2 separate regions of the Sus scrofa genome follow, and region 1 is linked to region 2. The links are chromatin contacts, called in public Hi-C maps. All regions are on one chromosome and are shown on one strand. Each heading gives the region's core, a stretch centred on a gene start, on an enhancer-like site or on the middle of the called end of the contact. The rest is flanking DNA. Distances are from core to core; before and after follow the strand shown. Region 1 overlaps LTBP1 (latent-transforming growth factor beta-binding protein 1). Region 2 overlaps LTBP1 (latent-transforming growth factor beta-binding protein 1).

Evidence for each region. Hi-C and Micro-C count contacts between places; a contact is called where the count stands out from the background.
Region 1: a Hi-C map of embryonic fibroblasts shows a contact between it and region 2, with 2.8 times the contacts expected there. The contact joins two enhancer-like sites. A contact is called at or near these places in 4 of 47 Hi-C or Micro-C datasets (embryonic fibroblasts, fibroblasts and subcutaneous adipose tissue).

The regions. Positions count from the first base shown.
Region 1 is chr3:106,547,546-106,552,388 of Sscrofa11.1, forward strand. LTBP1 (latent-transforming growth factor beta-binding protein 1) reads right to left here. Exons shown (of 36, transcript XM_021087653.1): 7 at 2,237-2,404. Among named protein-coding and RNA genes, the nearest start is that of LTBP1, 170 kb to the right of the region's middle. Within about 2 kb of position 2,811, at least 33 of the 83 cell types and tissues checked have an H3K27ac peak or open chromatin away from gene starts, as enhancers often do. A contact at or near this core is called in embryonic fibroblasts, where this site is marked.
Region 2 is chr3:106,326,296-106,331,251 of Sscrofa11.1, forward strand. The region is part of intron 33 of LTBP1 (latent-transforming growth factor beta-binding protein 1); the gene reads right to left. Among named protein-coding and RNA genes, the nearest start is that of RASGRP3, 110 kb to the left of the region's middle. Within about 2 kb of position 2,401, at least 5 of the 83 cell types and tissues checked have an H3K27ac peak or open chromatin away from gene starts, as enhancers often do. A contact at or near this core is called in embryonic fibroblasts, where this site is marked.

The sequences.
Region 1 (4,843 bases), core at 1,561-4,060, 220 kb after region 2:
CATAACTTATTTATCAAAAGATTTAACATATTATAAACAGAGAGAGAAAAATCAACTAGAAAACCACTTCCTTAAGTGATAAAATTATGTTAAACCAGTAAATTCCAAAAAGATATCTTACATGCCTGAAGACAAATTTGTGAAAACCTCTGTATTTCTAGAGAATTGTAATCTCTAAATTTTACAAAATCACCAAGTTCAAAAATGTTTAAACCTTGTCCCTCAAATTATCTAATATTTGAATTAAAGTAGAAATATTCCCTATGATTTCTGACATGAAACTATTCATTACAATGCCCTGTCCCTTTTATTATTTTTTAAAATGATATCACTTTGCCGATCCTTTTTGGAAGAGTTCAGTCCTGGTTTTGAAGTTTTTTTGGTCAACGATTTTGTTCCATTTTGCATTTTGAATAGGCTATGTGTATCCTGTTCCTAAACAACTGCTTAAATGCCAGAGAGGAAAGTGTGTAGCATGTTTTAACAAGTAGACTTCCTCTCCGTCTCAAAGCCTTCAAATATTTCGTTTCAAAGTGAATATACCATAAGCCAAAAAATTATTACCTAGACAATTACTTGGTCATTCCTACCATAAAGATTTATGAAAAACATCAAAAGAAAAAGGAGCAGACATTATCGATGATGATGACGGAAGAAGAAAAACAAGAGAGCAAGGAAGGCAATCCAGAAAAGCAAAAGTGGGAAAAAGCCATTAAGCCCTTAATAACCTCAATGGGATCTGCTTTTTCCCTTCCTTGTCCATAGCCCTCCAAAAAAAGCCAAAAACCAATTTCACTTGTAACTGATAAGAAGAAGTCCTAAGATTTTAGAGATGGATTGAATAAATGGCTATAAGCAATTTATTTTGGGGGTGAGAAAAACTAAGGTCCAGAAATACTAACTTGTCACACCACAGAGATTAGCAAGTTTAGTGGCAGGACCAGAATCTAGTTTCCTGATCATCAGTTTAACACACTTCCCGTTAGACTCAGCTCTCTGCCCTGCTGAAGCCTAATGTGCCTTTTGGCACCTAACAGCTAAATTCTTCTAACAAATACACCCAAAGTACCAGAAAATTAACAATACCTTTTAAATAGTATCTACAGGCACAGGTTTTTTACAAGCACAGACTATCAAGAACAGTGCTTCAACCTCAAGAGCAACAGGAATCACGATAAAGCAATACGATAATCAAAGCGCTAATAAGGACTTTCAACTGTCTCCTTGTATTTTGTCTTGATGGAAATCAGTTTGAAACAGACACCCTCACTGCCCCCTAGACACATACTCCCAAGACTAAACAGCAATATTCCATAAAAAGACCGGATCTAGCCAGTGTTATTATCTGTCTGACATTTGGGTTATTCTTATGAGTAACTCATAAAGTAACGTGGGTGTCTGTGATTATTTGAGTATACATGGCAAACCATAATTGGTCAAAAAAATAATAAAAGACATTTTTCTGTGACAAAAATACCGTATTGCATGACAACATGGCAGTGTGACAGCATTTAGTGGACCACAATACTTTCTCCATTTACAAAGAAGTCCAAAATAAAGAATTTAAAAGTATAAAAAGACTTTCTGCAGTACCTACTGTAGTTCCTATTTAAATTACAAAAAATTAAAAGGTTTTAAGTGCTGACAGTAATCTGCTAGTGTTATCTTCCCCCAAATCCGTGTCCTGCATCAACTTCTAATTCAGTCTTTTGATACACAGCACAAACGTGGCAAAAGATGCAAGGCTGCCTCCCTTTCGACAACTAAAATACAGATCTTTTGCTAATTTTTAGAAATTTTTTTAGAGCCTGGCTATTTAGGAAGTAAAAGGTTAAATTTACTCACCAGCCATATTTCGTAACCTGAGTCAAATCTAACATAAATTCCACTTATCACTGAGCAGATAAAATTTGAAATTGATCAATGCAAGTGGGACAGGAGGGTTTTAATTTAAAGCCTATTCCCTTCTGTCCTCCTGAAACTTCCCCATCACCAAGGCTGTCTGCATGATAAGCCGTAAAGGGCAATACTCTCCTTGCCAGTTCTCTTGGAAACCAAAAATCAAGTTAAAAATTATTCCGAAAGTAATTTCAAGGAGCTCGTGAAAGCAGCATATCCGGGCTCATAGACAGAAAGTCATTCAAGCAGAGAGCATGTGAGTGGAGGGGTGTCTAAATGCTCCGATCTCATACAACTCTATTCAGTAAGGATGGTTAAGGACCGTGGAGGAACTCACCCACTCGGAAGTTCGTGGCTGTCAGGGTGTCGGCAGCGTGACCATTTTCACTAATGAGAGTGGTGGTGTTCCCCTTCTCACAGCTGTTCTGACAGCTGCCCTTGGTGCAGGTCACTTTACAGATGCTCGGAGTAAAGACCACCTTGATGCGGCCAGTGTGGTTACTCACTAGGAGCGGAGGCAGGGAGAAAAAGAACAACAAACACATCAGCTTAGTATCCATGAACTTGCCTTGGAAGGTTTAAAAAAAAAAAAAAAAAAAAGGAAAAAGAGAAAGGAAAGGAGGGAGAAGGGGAAAGAGAGAGCCCACAGCCCGACAGGTTTAAGGAAAGAGGGAAGCCTTTAGTGCTTGCTGCTCTGTATCCAGTGGTGTCTCTGAAACAGGAGTAGGAAGCTTAGCAAACAGAACTCTGGGATGCACTCCAAAACCACATTTGAAGTCGAGTCACTGGAGTGGGATTACTAACCACAATGCTGCACTTTATTCACGGGCAGACAAAGAGCAGTACGGAGGGCACGACAGATGAAAGAGCCAGCCCCGACAGGCAGATGTAATGCACAGAGGTTGGCCGTGCACCTAGTGGTGAATAAACTCTTGTGTCCTCGACTTGCATACTTTCCCTGTTCCTCCACTTATTAAGTCACTATTTGCGCCCGACCCCTGGAAATGTTTTAGGCATGCGGCATGTCTGAAAACATCTGTCTCAAATCTCCTGGCACTCCCAGCTGAAGTGATCAAATCCTGTGACGCAGCTGCGGGAGCCCGTGGCTTTTTCACAACTCTGGGGCACCCTTTCTCTGTATAAATTATGCGACCTATATCTGGTTTTTCTGGGAAGAGGGTCCATCTGAGAAAAAGGGAGGCCAAATCCCAGAGCGAAGGGGGTTGCCACCATGAAAATGCCATCCTGGAGCTCTCACTGTGGCTCTTCATGAGCCACCTAAAGCAGTTATTTCTTTCATTCACACAGCCCTCTTTTCAAAACCAGATGCCATCACCTGTTACACAGCAGAGGCAGGACAGTATCACAAAGTGGGCAGTCAACTACAAGTCAGATTCTGGGTGGTAATCCTGCACCACGGTGGGACTCTGGACATGACATTTCACCTTGTCCCCAAGACATGAGAGAATCAGCACTGCTGTTTCCCAGCCAGTTTTAACTTTCAGTGTTTATCAGGACCCAGTAAGCTATGGCCCCAGGCTCAAAGCTGGCCCACTGCCTGCTTTTGTAAATAAAGTTTTATTGGAACACAGCCACTTGTGCATTTACGTATTGTCTGTGACTGCTTCTGTGCAGTAACAACAGAGCTGCACAGAGAAGGGATGGCTTCACCCAGAATTGCTACTTGCGGCCAGGCCCCATTATGAACTCCGGCAACATGCAATACAGACATCCTATTTTGACATCCGCATTTGTGAGATGCCCCCGAACCAGGTCCTTCCACCTCCCAGGAGTCTGGCAGAAAGCAAAGATGGTAGCGGCAGCTCAGGAGAGCAGCAGAGAGCTGATTCACCTTTGAAGCTTTAAGGCTGGTGGGAAGCAGGGCCCTTCCTGTTGTCACTGTGTTACTGCAGCAGCCAAAGGAAAGTCTGCCTTTGGGTAGGCCTGCCTTCTGCCATCCTCTGCCCCTCAGAAGAGATTCTCCACCTTTCCACTGTTTTGGTTTGACCAGGATTGCATTTTCAGAATATCATCCAAGAAGCCTCTATAGGCCTTCAACAAAATAAAATGTGGTCAGATCTGAGCTTGGAGACAAAAACCTTAACCAAAGGAGCCATTAGAACTTCAAGGTTGGAATGGGACTTCAAAGGTTTTCTGACAACCTTTATTTGAACATCTCTAGTGAAAGGAAACTCATTACCCAATAGAGCACATTCTAGTTATGGGAAGTTCTTAGGAGGTGCTCTTCTTTCTCAAGCTGAAGTCAAGTCCTCACAGTCGGTTGCGCCCATTAATCCTCATTCAGTTCCCCACAGTCTCACACGCCAACGCCTCTACCAGGTGACGGCCCTTCAGCTCCTCAAAGACACTGTTACAGCGTAAGCCAAGAAAGCTGATTATAAAAAGGGACCTGAAGAGATCTGCTTGGGTTGGTCCTCTCACTTCAAGGAAAATGATTCTGGAGGAGAAATATCTCAAGTTCTTTTCAAATGTTTTTCTAAGGCTGTTCTTCATTCACCAGAGGTTCTAACACAGGACAGGCGGACCCACACTCTGAGGTGGGGAGCTATCCTAGCAACCAACCTGGTCCTCCAGCCCCTTGCAAGATGGTGTCCAGAAACTTGTACTACAAAGAGCCAAAAACTAAATATTTTAGAGCTGTCGGCCTAAAGGACTCTGTTGCAACTATTCAAACTCCACTGTGGTAGCAGGAAAGCCAAATGGCAAAAACAGCACAGCAATGAATGTGCATGGCTATGTTCCAATAAAGCTTTATTTAAAGAAACAGAGCTTTCAAACCAGTGCTTTAAATGTTTTCAGGACATTTACATTTTTTCTGGGACTCTGCCTTGGAAATTCTAAAAACTATGACAGAATGCTGACTCTAAAATCAGATGAAATTTACCTAGTTTGATTTTTTTTTTTACAGTAGAAGAAAAAAAAA
Region 2 (4,956 bases), core at 1,151-3,650:
AGAAGCATTAGGTGCCAAAATCTTCTGAATGTGTACAATGTGTTAAACACTATGCTGAGTGTTCATTGTTAACTTACTTAATTCTTACGACCGCCCTGTGAAGCGGGTGATGTTTGTTTCAAGTGAGGAAACTGAGGCACAGGGAGACAAAGGAACAAGGTTGCATAGACAGGGAGGCGCCACACTAGGATGCACACCCAGGCAAACTGGTTTCAGAGCCCATGTGCCCAGCCGTCTGTGGCTCATTTACTTGCTCTGCTCCTGCAGAAATGTGCTCAATGAAAGATGGTTTGCTGTAGGTATGACCAGAACATCCTGTACTAATCAAGGGAATGCCCACTAATCACAGGGCCTTGGGGAAGAAATTGCTAACTTTGCTGTGGACTTCTTGGATTTAGGGTAGAGGATCCCTAAATTCTAGGCCCATCATTTCAGGTGTTTAAAAGTAACACTCCTCCTGGGCTATCTAACTACTTCCTATTTCCAGTGGTTTCAATATGCATTCCCCAGGACCTGGGGTCCTTCACAGATCACTCAAGAACCTAGCTAGTTGTTCTCCCTACCTGGAGCTTCCACATCTTTGATGTTAATGAATTCATACACTGGAAGTTACAGTAAGAATTTAGTCACCAAAAGATGACCATTTTTTAAAAATAAAAGACTGAAAACCACTGAGTGGAAGGATTTGGCTGCCTACAGACTAGAGGTTCTTTTTGGAGAATTCGTCATCAGTATTGCACATATATTAACTAGAAAGAGTGCAGCAATGATGCTAAACTTTTAAAAAAAAATTGGGTGTGGTACCAGTATTTCTTCATATCTCATACTTTCCTAAAAATATTATATATACAGTGTATATTTGGTTCCCATGGATTTGTTTGAATTTACATTAAAACGTGTTTTGTTAGATCAGTTGAAAATAAGGCAATATTCTAAAATTCCTTTCTAACAACACAATACTGAAATGTTCTTTTAAAAACTTAGTCAATTAGATTTGATTTGCCAAGGCACTGGCTCCTCAGATTTACATGCAGTAACTACTTAATATGTCACAGGATCAGGACAGGGATAAAATAAAATGAAAATACATGCTGAACCTTTCCTAAAAGAGTTTCCATAACAACAGGGATACCATAAGCCACGTGTTGGGTCTGTGAACAAAACAGGCACAAAGTTCCTACAAATCAGTAAGAAAAAGACACCAAGTCCAACTCCCCAAATGGGCAAAGGATATGACACTCACCAACAAAGAAATACAAATCATCTATACACAAAACATGCTCAAATTCCCTCGGAATAAGGGCTATGCATGTAAGATACCCATCTGTCCCACCTGATAACAATTTTAAAGGCGAAGCATACCCCATGGTAAGAGGGTAGGAGGAAAAAGGCATTTCAAACATTGCCAATGTGAGAGTACATTTGTACAGGAGTTTTGCAGAGGAATATAGCAACTTTAAAGTACATATACTTCTGGACGTAGTGTTTTCATCTGTAGGAATTTTCTTCCCAAGGTACTTCTACAGTTATATATTAGATATTTATAATAGGAAAATCAGGACTAGGACAGGGCAGGGGCTGGGGGGTCAGAGAACCCAAATGCCCAGCGCTTGAGGTGATTAAGACATGGTGCAGGCATACTTTGTATTACTGTGCCTTAGTTTACGGAACTTTTCACAAATTGAAGGTTTGTGGCGACCCTGCATCAAGCAAGTTTATTGGCACCGTTTTTCCAGCAGCATTTGCTCATTTGTATGTATGTCATTTTGGCAGTCCTCACCATATTTCAAACAAGTATTGCTACCTTTTTTTTGGCTTTTGCTCTTTAGGGCCACATCCTCGGCATATGGAAGTTCCTAGGCTAAGGGTCGAATCAGAGCTGCAGCTGCCAGCCTACACCACAGCCACAGCAACGCAGGATCTGAGCCGTGTCTTTGACTGCCACCACAACTCACGGCAATGCCAGATCCTTAACCCACTGAGCGAGCCCAGGGATCGAACCCACATCCTCATGGATCCTAGTTGGGTTCATTAACTGCTAAGCCATGAAGGGAACTCCTATTATTATTACTTATTTGTTATGGTGATCAGTGATCTTTGGATGTTAGTGTTGTAATTATTTTTGGGTGCCACAAACCCTATCCACATGAGACAGAAAATGTAATTGATCGTTGAAGCAAAGGATTAGAATATTACATGAACTGAGTTGATAAAGCAGTGGCAGGGCTTGATAGGGCTGACTTGAATTCTGAAAGAAGTTCTACTGTAGGTAACATGCTATTAAAGAGTATTGCATACTGCAGAGAAATTGTCTGTGAAGGAAGAATCAACTGAGGTGGCAAACGTCACTGTTGTCTTAAGAAATTACCACAGGCACCCCCACCTCCAGCAACCATCACCCTCATTAGTCAGCAGGCATCGACATCCAGCCTCCACTAGCAAAAGGATGACTCATGGAAGACTCTGATCACAGTCAGCATTTTTCAGCAATCCAGTACTTTTCCATTAAGGTACGTGCCTTGTTTTAATAGACATATTGCTATTGCACACTTAATAGATGGCAGTACAGTATAAATATAACTTTTATATACCCTGGGAAACTAAAATTTTGGGTAACTTGCTTTATTGCAATATTCCCTTTATTATGGGGTCCTGGAACCAAACCCATAATATCTCCAAGGTCTGCCTGTACATCCATAAAACAGAGGCTGTGCAGCCATTTAAAAGTCACCATCTTTATTCAGTTCTAAGATAGCCTAGATTGTAAGGCATATCTGGATAACATTGAAATGTGAAAAAATGGCTTGTGGCCATTGATAGATGCCATCAGTTGTAAGATACCCCCAATTTCAGAGATGCAGAAGCATAAAACAGAAACCAAAGTGTGCCTTAAATCAATGATACAGATTTCAGCTTTACATATTCTCTTAAATATAAATGTGTAACAATAAGTAATATAAATAATAAGAATCGATGTGTATAAAAAAACACATGGAAGATTAAAAAATATAAACTGTTAAGAGTGAACACCTTCAAGGAGCAGAGTTCTGCTGTGATGAGGAAGCTAGAGGGGGACATAATGTCTGATTAGTTATTCAGAAGGAATATATATTAAAAAAAATTAAACAGCCAAAAAAAATTTGCTTAAATAGAAAGTGTAAGGTATGAGCATCATGAGAAGGTAACTTAAGCCCCACTATATTTGTTTCCTGCAGATTTCACCTTCCTCTCCTGTGGCATCTGCCTCCAGGAACAGAGGCAGCAGCAATGCTAGTGAGATGCCACACTCCTCGTGTTCCTGCTCTTCCTACATCCTCCCCATTCGCACAACAAGCCAACCAGAGAGATGCCTTCATTTTACAAATGATCTTCACTGGGTGAGGTTATTTTTCCCAGGTCCAGCACCTGCTGAATCTGAATTCCAGAATCAGACTGTTTGGCCCCAGAACACACACTCTTTCCATTTCGGGGCTACTCTTCTTCTTACCATCTATATCTTTACATATTGGCTCTTCATCCTCTGCTATTCTTTTTCTGTCATTTCAAATTATTTTCTTTTTTATGCTACATTGGTTTGAAGTTACTTCCAAGCTAAAAAACCTAATTTATTAAAGAGCTAACAACTCAACAGCAAAAAAGCCCAAGAACCCAGTAGAAAAATGGGCAAGAGAACTAAATAGACATTTCTCCAAGGAAGATATACCGATGGCCAACAAGCACTTGAAACAATGCTCAACATCACTGATTATTAGAGAAATGAAAATCGAAACTACCATGAGATACCACTTCACACCAGTCAGAATGGCCATCATTAATAAGTCCACAAATAACAAATGCTGGAGGGGGTGTGGAGAAAAGGGAACCCTCCTGCGCTGTTGGTGGGAATGTAAGCTGGTACAACTGCTATGGAGAACGGTGTGGAGGTACCTCAGAAAACTATACATAGAACTACCATATCACCTGTCAATCCCACTCTTGGGCATATATCTGGACAAAACTTTCCTTGAAAAAGACATGCACCTGCATGTTCATGGCAACGCTATTCACAATAGCCAAGACATGGAATCAACCCAAATCTCCACTGAGAGATGATTGGATTAGGAGCAGGTGGTATATATACACAATGGAATACTCCTCAGCCAAAAAAAAGAACAAAATAATGCCATTTGCAGCAACATGGATGGAACTAGAGACTCTCATCCTGAGTGAAGTAAGTCAAAAAGAGAAAAGACAAATACCATATGATATCACTTATATCTGGAATATAATATACAGCACAAAGGAACCCTTCCACAGAAAAGAAAATCATAGACTTGGAGGACAGACTTGTGGTTGCCAAGGGGGAGGGGGAGGGACTGGGAGGGACTTGGAGCTTTGGGTGCAGAATGTTGCCTTTGGGATGGATTAGCAATGGAATCCTGCTGTGTAGCACTGGGAACTCTGTCTAGTCACTTATGATGGAACATGTAATGTCATAAAAAGGAATGTAAAAGTGTAACTGGGTCACCATGCTGTACAGTAGAAAAAAATATACACATAAATAAAAGATTAAAAAAAGAGCTTGAACATTGCCTTCTAACTAACTAAAAATTAATGCATGTCCTCTTTCCAAGCAATGCTTCCCCTCTTGGCCATTCTGAGAATGTGTGCATGATAAACGTCTTCACTTTATACCCAGAGTATTTTCCTAGCTTTAATGAATCGAGTCTACAGTCAAAGACAAAATGCTACACCAAACATTTCCAAGGGCTTTCTTTAATAGGCAGTGGAGTAGCTGCAATGTTAAAAAGAGAAATAAGCAAGCCGCACAGATCCCAACAGTCACCAAGTAGCCCAGCCCGGGAGCCCGAAGTCAGCATGTTCCAGTCTGCCAACACCAGGAAACTGAGAACTTAGTTGATCCCATTTTTTCCATTTGACCAAAGATTTAACCCCATGTCTAAAACTTGAAAGTCA